Linked DNA regions of Mus musculus: region 2 is linked to region 1. A link is a contact called in public HiChIP or PLAC-seq data. All regions are on one chromosome and are shown on one strand. The core of a region is the stretch at or near the end of the contact, and the rest is flanking DNA. Distances in the headings are between cores, read along the strand shown. Region 1 has its middle 18 kb from the start of Gm10858. Region 2 has its middle 27 kb from the start of Gm34994.

Region 1 (5,925 bases), core at 3,425-5,924:
TTATCTGTCCTGAGTTCCAGGCCCCTGCCGTATTTGTCCAAATTAGAGTCCGTTTACTTTACAAACCACACTGGAGCTTCGCTGGGCACTCAGCAGCTGCTCCCCTGACGTCCCCAGCAGGGCCCTTGTTTGCAGTCAGCAAACAGACCGCCCTGACCTAGCCACTGTGTCGCTTGGCTGCCCCGGAGGGTGCAGCAGGTAACCGGAAGTGGCTTGCTGAAGTGGCTCTCGCTGCTCCCCCCCACCCCCCCCCCCCCGCCCTCTTGGTTCAGGATCTCTCAAGGGAAACAAGTGAAAAGCAAAACAAGGTGAATCCTGAAACGATTTGTACACAGGAGAAAGTGCAAAGATGTCTACCCGAGGCAAAAGGAAAGATCACGAAAAGGGTGCCCACCCTCTGCCCCACTGTCACTATGGCTGCTTGGTCCTTATTCCACCAGGGCACCCTCTTGTTCCCCGTAGAAATAAGTGGAGCAGACTGCTTTGAACAAGCTTTAGCAGGAGGACTGGTGGGGCTGAATGTCCTGGGTCCCCTTCAAGTGGTTTAAGCTGTGTGCAGCAACCAAGTGTGCTCACATATAGAATAGAGGTAAGGAACGTGTTGGGAGGGCTAATTCAGCTAATGAGCTTAAGGAACTAAGAATTGAGTCTGGCACACTGTCTACTCCCAGTAGCCATTGGCATCTTTGGGTGGTGGAGATCAAGACAGGGTTTCTCTGTGTATCCCTGACTGTCCCGGAACTCCATCTGTAGACCAGGCTGGCCTCGAATTCACAGAAATCCACCCGCCTCTGCCTCCCAAGTGCTGGGATTAAAGCACCACCATTGCCAGCTGCATCGTAAGTAATGACCAGGCTGTGCCTCAATAAAAATACACCAGGCTGACACACCCTAAGTGGAAAACCCTGTGGTCCACCAACCCTGAAGAGATCTAGCATGTGGTTGTGGCCCAATGTATCAGTTGCAGGATAGACTGGGAGCTGAGATCACTGCTATCTGCGCCCCCCACCCCCCACGTCATGAAAGAGCATCAAATTGCATGTCACTAGCCAGGGAGAAGAGCCACATTTAAAACCTGAAGTACCTGTTTCTCCTGAAAGCACCTGCTTTCGCCTCATCAGGAGGAGCCACCCTCAAGCAGACCCCTGTAAGTCGAGAACCATTAGCCTTAGGCTTCCCCTGTTATGGGGCCGGTTTAGTTACGGGTGTGTTACTAGGAATCCTTCCAGACAGGGAGCTGGTGGTTTGGGATGCTTGTCTGTATCCTATTCAGATGTGACATGGAGTCTGACAGGCCCAAACATGCAGCTCCTGATCCAGAGAGGTTGGGCCAGCAACCATACTGGGCCGGTCCTTCCAGCAGATCCCACACATGGTGTCTTCACCCATATGGGAGTGTTTGTAGATTTCAAAATTCTTACATTTGAGCAGATCAAGGGTCCAGCAGCCTGTGTTTAATATTTGGTTCCACCTGCAAAGTCCCCGACAGGCGTTGAGTGTGAAACGGAGCACCCTTAGCCCTCCCCAGCCCTGACATCTAGATGTCAGACAGCAGACACAGCAGGGTGAGTGGCATTCACGGAATAAGGCCTGCCAGGATTATAGACTGCTCCTTAGGCTTGCTTTGTCTACACAGTGGCAGGCTGCATGGTGCTCACCGCTCCTCTCCCTTGGGCACCAAGATGCCTCACCCACTCTGAAGAGTGCTGGAAACCACTGACCTGGTCTTGTGGGTTCTGGCAAGGGAAACCTTAAAACACCCTTCCTTGACCCTCCCCTGTGTCTTCTCTATAAAGGAATGCTAGCAGCAGGAGCCTGTGAGTCAGTGAGCTGTAGGCTTGTTATACCTCAATCTCCAAGCCCATCCCTAGACAGTCTGGTGCCTACAAGTGCCATTTCCTAGAGTCATTAAAGAGAAGGCCACTTTCTACTTGGCTTTCTGGTCTGGTCCGCTCTCGACACACAGAGCACACAGGAGAGAGCCTTGTCTGTGAGTCAACATGTGTCTCAAACCTCCCATTTTATCAGATGGCTCCCAGTTGGCAGACATTTATAGATGCAGCCAATCCCCCGAGGTGCCTTTATGCTCACACGTCACAGGACAAACTAGCACAGCCACACTTAACTTCCCTCAATATCTGGGGCTCAGAGTCCACGGCTCTCCCTGATTTCACACTGGGCTCTTTACTCCGTGGTGAGCAGCAGGTGGCGCTGTGTGGCTATAAATTGCTTTCCCCACCTCTATGGTCACCCCTCTCAGGCTAGGGGATTGATTGTAGGGGATTGGTTTGGGGATTCGTTTCTCAGAGATGTTCAAGTGTCTTGTGTCACCCTTATGTCCAAAACATACTTTCTCACATCAACTCTCCCCCCCTCTCCCCCGGTTTGCTTTGCTTTGGTTTGAGACAGCCAGGGCTACACAGAGAAACCCTGTCTTGGAAAAAAAAAAACAAAAAACAAAAAACAAAAACCAAAAGGGAGGGTATAGGTTTACAGATGGTTGTGAGTACCATGGAGGTGCTGGGAATTGAACCTGGGATCCACTGCAAGAGTAGCCAGTGCTGCTAACCTTTCTCTCTGGCCCCTCTTTTTTTTTTTTTTTTTGAGCTTGGATGACACAGATTTGGAACCCATGGGAACATGTTTCCGGGCAGACACCCTCAAAGAGGTGATGCTAAATCCTGACTTGACCTGACTCTTCCTCAGACAGCAGCACACTGTCATGAAAGTTCGGTCAATACCATTTCCACAGGCAGGGCAACACCTTCAGTTCTATCTACTCTAATAGAAACGATCAATAGCACTCCTTTGATACTGATGTGACAATTGGTTGCATTGATTTGGATCAAGTTGCTAAGTGATACTGCCACCAACTCTCCACAAGGCATTTCCCCAAGTTAGTTTAAACCATGGCTTATTTCCCCTCAAACGAGCTCAGAACATAAAAATTTAATTGTTTTTATGTATAGGAAACTATTCTGTTTTTTAAAAAATAATCTCTCATTAGTATATTCTTTTTTGTTTGTTTTTTTTTTTTCAAGAAGTATATTCTTTTTGAAAATAAAATTGTATTTGTGGAGGGGAAACTGGGGAGAGGGATAACATTTGAACTGTAAATAAATAAAATAACCAATTTTAAAAAATGAATAAAAAAGAAAATAAAAGTTTATTAACTCTTTAGATTTTTGTTGTTGTTTTTGTTTTTTGTTTTACGTAGTCCTGACTGTCCTAGAACTCTCTCTCTCTAGACCAGGCTGGCCTCAAACTCAGAGCTCTCTCTGCCTTGGCTTCCTGAGTGCTGGGATTAAAGATCTGAGCCACCACCGCCCAGCAATCCTTTAGAATATATACTATATATTTAATACTATTTTCACTTCTTCTGAATTCACACTCATCTCCCCATCCATTTGAGTTCCCTTTTGTTTTTTAAATGTAAATTTCTCCCAACTCCAGCTTGTGCCTTCCATGTACTTCTCTGGGTGTGGGGCCATATACTGAGGTGTGGCTGACCTACCTGGAACCACAGAGTCTATTTTGAGAGATCAGTAACCAGCAATCTTCTGTACTCTTGTTGGCAGGGGATTAAACTTAGGGACTCCCACCTGCTTTGTTTTTTGATGGAAAAGGAGACATTTTGCCATGGAGAACAAGAAACACTGTGTACCACCAACACCAAAGACAGAGCTTAAGGTCAAGAGATATCTTCAAAAGACAGTCCAAGCACCCAATGTATATTGACTGGTACTGTTAGAAATAAACGAGATTTGTGTGAGAGAGCTTTGTGGACTCTAAATGTCCTTCATGGGGCTAAGAGAGAGAGGGGATCTATCTCTAGGGTGACGGATGGTACACTGAAGGAGAGTTTCCCAGAAACCCAGGTAATTGTTGTGCACCCCGAATGCAAGTCTGAAGCCAAAACTTAGACAAGTCAAGTCTGTGGACACATTCCCAAATTTGAAAAACTCCCCAAGTCAGAAACACGCTGGTCCTAGGCATGTCACACCGGGTGCAAGCAAATATGTTTGTACAGACATCAGTCAGCAAGCCTGGGGCAGCTCCGTCTCTGCCCATCAGGGGGCTCCACTCCTTTTCTTGGATTATGTGACTGGACTCCACACTCTGTGTGGAAGGCTCCCTACCCTTACTCCCCGGCTCATCTATGATCTAGATTAAAGCCCCAGGGCAGCCGCAGATGGAGAATCACAACCTCAGCTAAAATAGACGGCCTCATAGAAATGCTGTCCAGGCTGGGTGCGCATCAGAAGCCAGCCTGGTCTACATAGTGAGTCTCAGGCTAGCCAGTGCTACAATGGGAGAAAAAAAAAAGCGCTATTCAGTTCGAATAAGAAACATCTCCCATAGGCTCAAATAGTTAAACACTTGGCCCCCAATTTACGGTAACATTGTCTGTGGAGGACTAGAAGGTGTGACTTTACTGGAGAACGTAGGTCACTGGGGCTGGGGGGTGGGGGGGGGAAGCGTGTTGACCTCTAGAAATGGCCATTTTGAGAATGCTCTTGATGCTTTGAGCTTGTGTTTGAAAATGTGAGCTCTCAGCTTCCTGCCCCTCCTACTGAGCCTGCAGTTTGCCGCCAAGCCTCCCTGCTGTGGTGGTAAGTACACTAAACCCTTCCTTCTGTAAACCGACTGACTCCCTCGTGGGGTATTTTGTCGCTGCAACAGGAAACTGACTAAGACAAGCTCCAGGAGGCTAGACATTAATAATACATGGCTGGGGCTGGAGAGATGTCTCAGCAGTTAAGAGCACTGGCTACTCTTCTAGAGGTCCTGAGTTCAACTCTCAGCAACCTGACCATCTATAATGTGATATGATTCCCTGGCTGGCATGCAAATGGGATACTCATACACATAAAATAAAGTTTAAAAAAAGAGAGAATATGTTGCTGGCAGCACTTGGGAGGCAGAGGTAGGTGGAGCTCTAAGTTCAAGGCCAGCCTGGTCTACAAAGAGAGTTCTAGGATAGCCAGGGCTACACAGAGAAACTCTGTCTCAAAACAAAAGAATTCATTATTGGCCACATGTGTGATACAAGCCAAGGAGGCTAAGAACTGGAGACCTAGGGCCAGCCTGGGCTATAGTGAAATCCTGTCTCAAAACACCAGAAAGCTAAGAAAAGAAAAAAAATCCATTCTGGTATCTTTGAATAACTTAAGATTAATGGGAGACTCAGCCATCGGGGTTCTTTTTTTTTTTTTTTTTTTTTTTTTAATTTATTTATTATATGTAAGTACACTGAAGCTGTCTTCAGACACTCCAGAAGAGGGCGCCAGATCTCGTTACGGATGGTTGTGAGCCACCATGTGGTTGCTGGGATTTGAACTCCTGACCTTCGGAAGAGCAGTCGGGTGCTCTTACCCACTGAGCCATCTCACCAGCCCCATCGGGGTTCTTTTATTTTATATCTCTCTGCCCCTGGGTCTTAAATTAAAAAGAATGACAACAAAAACCCCACTTGGTTCTCATAATTTTCAAATCTACTATACATATATTTTAGTATGACTGTACAAGTTCTGTATTATTGCCTCTATTTTCAGATAATGAGGTTAACTTGACATTGAAAAACCATGAAGTAGGGGCTAGAGAGATGGCTCGCAGTTAAGAACACTGGCTGCTCTTCCAGAGGTTCTGAGTTCAATTCCCAGCAACCATGAGGTGGCTCACAACCATCTATAATGGAATCTGAAGCCCTCTTCTTGTATATCTGTAGGCAGTGACAGTGTATTCATATACATAAAACAAAAATAAAATATTTGAAAAAAACAATTTAAAAAAAGAAAGAGGGCTGGTGAGATGGCTCAGTGGGTAAGAGCACCCGACTGCTCTTCCGAAGGTCCGGAGTTCAAATCCCAGCAACCACATGGTGGCTCACAACCATCTGTAAGAAGATCTGACTCCCTCTTCTGG
Region 2 (5,570 bases), core at 1,295-3,794, 220 kb after region 1:
CTAAAAAGCTGCTGATGGCCTATTTTTGTTTTTTTGTTTTTTGTTTTTTGTTTTTTTGTTTTTTTTTTTTTTTTTTTTTTTTGAGACAGGGTTTCTCTGTATAGCCCTGGCTGTCCTGGAACTCACTCTGTAGACCAGGCTGGCCTCGAACTCAGAAATCCGCCTGCCTCTGCCTCTCGAGTGCTGGGATTAAAGGCGTGCACCACCACGTCCGACCACAAAAAAAGTTTTAAAACAAAATTCTCATCTATTTATACCTTTCACTTAAGTGTCTGAATCTTAACTGCTGAGCCATCTCTCCAGCCTGTGTCTGAATATCTGATTGGGTGTTTTTAAGATCTGTTGCTGGCTTCCTTTTCTGGGCTGTCCTTTCTGTCTACATACATTGTGTTTGACTTGGGAGATTCCCCCCCACACCACCCCACCCCAGTGGACCCCACCCCATCCCAGTTGGAGGAAGTCACACATAGAAAAAGATTCGAGGTAACCAGTCATGTGTCAGACATAGAACGATTTAAAAGTGTTATATAAGTTACCAGCTAGTCGGGGAACAAGTCCAAGCATATGGCCCAGGCATTTATTCATAAATAATTAACTCTCAGAATTGTTATTCAGGAAATGAGGTGCTGGTGGAAAAGCCTACAATTATAGCGTCCCTCTGCATTTCCCTTGGCTTCTGTATCCCTCCCTCACATACACACACACACACACACACACACACACACACACACACACACTCACACACACAAAACCTACTTTTATTTGTGGCAGTTCATTGACCCACATCCCTATTGCTGCCCAAACCCCATCATGGGCTGGTGCCCTGGGCTGAGCAGAGAGACAGCTCTCTCTGCTCATATGCCTCCAATGTGTGTTTAGAAAACACATTGGGGGGGGGGGGTTCTTTCCCTCTGGAAACAAAAAAAGATTCTGGTTACTGCCACCACCCCCAGCAGAAGAATATTGTAATTTATAGTCTGAAGTCAGGAGTAATCCCAGCCCCTGTGTGGTTGAGGCAAACGAGTATTATTCTGAGTCCAAGACCAACCTGGACTACAGTGTGAGTCCCAGGCCATCTGAGCTGCAGAGTAAGTGTCAAATGTGTGTTCTTAAGATGCAGTGGCCACAAGCATCTTAAGTGCTTTGGTCTGAGCACTTGGGAGGCAAAGCAGGGAGATCTTTCTCTGAGTTTAAGACCAGCCTTGATCACATAGCGAGTTCCAGGTCAGCTGGGACCACACAGTGAGACCCTATCTCAGACAAATTTTTAAAAATGTGTGTTCTGGTCTTATAAAGAATGCTCATTCCTGGGCTCAGTGGTTAAGGGCACTTGTTGTGAAAGACCTGATTCCCAGCACGGATATGGAGGTTTGCCATCTTCTCGGGCACCAGGCATGCACGTGTTCCACAAACATACATGCAGCCACAACACACACATATAAAGTAATCAAAATAAATCTAAAAAGGAAAAAAGAGAGAGAGAGGCAGGATGCTTGTTCCCATAAGGCTGGCAGTGCTGTGCAGTCTGTGTTTTATAAGCACACAAGCAAAACCCTGGCATCTCATCATGTTTTCCTCCCTGAATGTTAGGAGATGGAACAGTTAGGCAGGGGTGAGTGTGGAGGGAGAACGGTGCTGGGGACAGAGCTCTTGTCCTGCGAGGCCCAAGTCCACACTTACCTAGATTGCTGCCCAACCCTCCTTCCCATAGCCTTGGCTCCTCCTGAGTTACACAGTGGGACACATGGATGGAATTCACTCAACCAAACTTTTGCTGTTAGCTGAAGAAAATTTATAAATCAGAGAATTAGGCTTCAATAACTGTGCCTACCATTACCTCTCTCATACTCAAGTTGAAATAAAAGCTTTTGATACCTTCTTCCATAGTCTTGGCGAGCAGAGCAGATTCAGAATAATACTAATATATATGTAAACGTGTGTGTGTGTGTGTGTGTGTGTGTGTGGGTGGGTGGGATCATGGAGATGGGAGGGCATACCATCTAGGGTGCACAGGTCTCCGTTACAAGCAGGACACATTACAAGCCGTGTCCCCCAACCTGGCCACTGGTCTGGGCACGGCTAGGTTCCATCACCATTCCTGAGGTTTCCCCCGAGCCTCTGAAATGTGGTCCTCAGTCCACAGAGGACACACACACATCACAGACTGTGTGACTCATAGAACACATGAAGCATGCTCACAAAATGGTTAACAAGGAAGGGCTCTGGTGAGGAGGCCCTTGGTCCCTTGTGACCATTTGAGTGACTCACAGCAGAGCCAGGCAGAAAAGCCAGGGTGAGCTGCTACTTAGTTTGGGGATGTGATTTTTTTGGCCTTATGAGACATAGGGTGAGAAGCTTAGAAGTCATTTTGGGGCCAGAGATTGGGGTTTTCAGTCTATTAACAAAGAGACTTATAATAAGAAAGCTGTCAATCTCTGCCACATGAATTCGTACAGAGAAAAATGCTGGGATCGCTGAGTAACACCTTATTGCCACAAAGGGCACCTTCCCCCCACCACCACCACCCGGCTGTGCACATTCTGAACACTTTTGTCTCTCAGTCCTGCCCTTTCTGGCTCCCCAGCCTTCTAAATTCCAAACTGTTCCCCTCTGGGTTTGACTGAGTGCCTCTCTCTTACACACACACACACACACACACACACACACACACACACACACAGAGAGAGAGAGAGAGAGAGAGAGAGAGAGAGAGAGAGAGAGCCTAGTGCTCTCTTTAGCAGGTGCCACTCTTCTGGGCCAGGGTCTTTGTGTTGTGCCATCAGTGTGGGGCAGGGTTTGTCCAGCCAGTCCCAGAATAGGGCTGCTGCTGGTGGTGATGGTGGTGGTGGTGGTGGTGGTGGTTTCAATATTAGGAGTGGAACCAGACCCAGGACAGTTTAACCTCAGTGTTTAGTGCTGTGCCATGCTCAGTCTATACTGTCCCTGAATAAGTGATGAGATGAATAAGCAGACAATCCCAGCATTCCAGGGGAGGAGGCAGGAGGATTGTCAATTCTAGGCCAAGCCTGCCCCACTGCGAGACTCTGCTCAAAAGAAAAAAGAAAGGTGAATTAATGTAAGAAGAATTCTATGCAACCTTAATTTTTTTTTTTTTTTTTTTAGCCAGGCATGGTAGAGCACGCCTTTAACTCCCAGCATTTGGGAAGTAAAGGCAGGTGGATCTCTGTGAGTTCAAGGCCAGCCTGGTCTAAAGACTGAGTTCCATGACACCTAGGCTTTGCCTCAAAAAAAAATTGTTTTAAATTTATTTTTACATTATGATATACAAATATGATATGGGCATTTGCCTAGATGTAGGTGTGTGCCATATGAATGCAGTGCCTGCAGAGGCCAGAAGAGGACGCTGGACTCCCTGCAATTGGAGTTACAGGCCGTTGTGAGCCGCCATGTGGGTGCCGGGAATCGAACCAAGGTCCTCTTCAAGAGCAGCCAGTGCTCTGACCGTCTGAGCCATCTCTCCAGCCCCTGTATTTTTAACTGGTTAAGAGGACCACAAACTTACAGAGTATCAAAGCCACTTTTTCAGGCTCTTTAGTCTTCTGATTAAGGGCATGTGTTGCGGCCTTAAGACCCTAACTTAATGCTTGCCGGCTCATGTGTATTTACGAATTGGGAATCCTGCACCAGTTGGTTGTCTTCTTGTTGCTCCTTCAGTTCTCAAGCTGAGGCAGAAGGCTTCTAGTGATGTAATTTGAGAAATGAAGTTCGCGACTGAGAGCTTCTACTGGACTCTATGCTGTGGAGCTAAAGCGACAGGAATACGCTCTGCCCGGGGCCAGGGAACAGAGAACGGCTGTTATCCAGGCACCTTCAACTCTGCTTCGCTTATGGGGCAACGTGTAACTAAATGCCAATTAATTTTCCCCCATCCTGGCAATACTGTGAAACCGCAGAGCATTCTGAAAGGGTTGCCATTTGGTCTTTTGTGCCCCGTGTTTTCACCCCGCGCCTTCACCTGGGTGGTACCCTGCAGTTTTGTTCATTTCAGCGGCGGCGTGAGGGGGCGGGGGAGGGGAACGACCTGGCAGGCAGAAAACAAGAGCGAGGCATCATAGTTTTTCAACGATTTTAGCAGGATCCCCCATCAGTGGCTTTTCTGCCTCTCTCTCCCTCCCAGTGAGCAAGGAGGGCTGATGTTTTTAGTTGTTTATCCACAAATAGTAAATAAACTCAGTGGCCGTATTACATCTTCTTTCATTATCTCACTGAACTTTGAAAGCCTCGACCAATTCATCCTCTGGATTCGGCCTTTTTTTAAAATTAAAAAAAAAAAAAAAAAAAAAGGAAGCACCAAGTGCCATCTAACTAGTTTAAAAGAGAACAACAAACAAAGCAGGCTTTTTCCTCCTCCTGAGCTGTGTATATAATTACTTGAATAATGTTGAATTTCACCCATATGCTGGGGAAGAAAAAAAAAGACACCCCCCAAAAAAAATAAATAAATAAGCAGTGTGAATTCAAACTGCAAATGAATGGAGCCAGCCTCATTCATAAATGTCATATGAGGCTTCAGATTAAAAGGAAACTCTGTCATTCCAGGGACGGCAGCTGTTGTTACGTTGAACAAAATGGATACAAATGGGTATTATTTTAAACTGAAATGCTTAATTTTAGACCTAACAAGCAAGCTGTCCGCTGTGCAGCCAGAGTCACAGGAGTCGTGGTCCCCAGTAGAGGGCTTGATTGCACAGGAAATCAAACTCCCAGGAGCTGCTGACCAGGCACTGCAAACACACTGGCAATGTTTGAGTTACTATGGCAATCACAAAATAGGAAGGCCTTTTCTTCTCTTCCCCATCTCTGCATGCAGCCTCGGGCTGCTCCTGAATAGGCCACATCTGCAAAAAGTTTTAACACGGTACTCAGATAAAGAAAGGGTCCCCAAAATGGGCACTGACCCGTCTCAAAAAATGTTGCAAATTTTACATACAAGAATTGGGGAGCTGGGCCACTTTGGGCAGGTTATGTCATAATGCAGACACAAAGAGATGAAAGGGCACGAGGTTTTGGCTGTCAGGTCCTGAGAGGAGGGGACAGCAGCAGTCAATGACAGCTTAAATGCAGATGTAAGGAGAAAAGTCAGGGCTTGGTGACAAAAAGTTACTGGTCAATGAATGAGGGAGAAATTTCAAACACACATACACACACCAGACAAAAGGGGGAAATACAATATATGTGTATATATATAAAATCTATCTAGAGAGATTTACTGAGAGAAACTCCAAAGCATTTTAGCAAATCTTAGAACGATCAACCCCTGTGAAGCCAGCACATGGCTCTTTGGAGCAGGCCTTTGTAGATTTCACATCCCATGTCTGTGTCCACACAGCTTATCCACAGCCCTGGGTGTTTTCAAACAATGGCAGAGCCCCCCAGGGGACTAGTATTGTCCACATGGCTTGGTTAAAAAGAATGTTTACTGATAAAACACATATGCACACACACTCATATACACACATGCACACATCCACTCATATGTGTACACACACACACACACACACACACACACACGCACACACGCACACATGCACGCACGCATGTATAGATGG

The links. HiChIP or PLAC-seq counts read pairs in DNA pulled down with a chosen protein or histone mark.
Region 2: an HNF4G HiChIP or PLAC-seq map of pancreatic cancer cells shows a contact between it and region 1. The contact joins two enhancer-like sites. A contact is called at or near these places in 1 of 39 promoter capture datasets (embryonic stem cells), 2 of 15 datasets of contacts at CTCF or cohesin (embryonic stem cells and large pre-B cells), 13 of 484 Hi-C or Micro-C datasets (the G1E-ER4 cell line, embryonic stem cells, morula and 1 more), 5 of 115 datasets of contacts at active chromatin or transcription factors (acute myeloid leukemia, embryonic stem cells, pancreatic cancer cells and 1 more) and 1 of 9 other capture datasets (embryonic stem cells).

The regions. Positions count from the first base shown.
Region 1 is chr5:146,912,382-146,918,306 of GRCm38.p6, forward strand. No RefSeq gene overlaps it. Among named protein-coding and RNA genes, the nearest start is that of Gm10858, 18 kb to the left of the region's middle. Within about 2 kb of position 4,675, at least 22 of the 459 cell types and tissues checked have an H3K27ac peak or open chromatin away from gene starts, as enhancers often do. A contact at or near this core is called in pancreatic cancer cells, where this site is marked.
Region 2 is chr5:147,129,902-147,135,471 of GRCm38.p6, forward strand. No RefSeq gene overlaps it. Among named protein-coding and RNA genes, the nearest start is that of Gm34994, 27 kb to the right of the region's middle. Within about 2 kb of position 2,545, at least 34 of the 459 cell types and tissues checked have an H3K27ac peak or open chromatin away from gene starts, as enhancers often do. A contact at or near this core is called in pancreatic cancer cells, where this site is marked.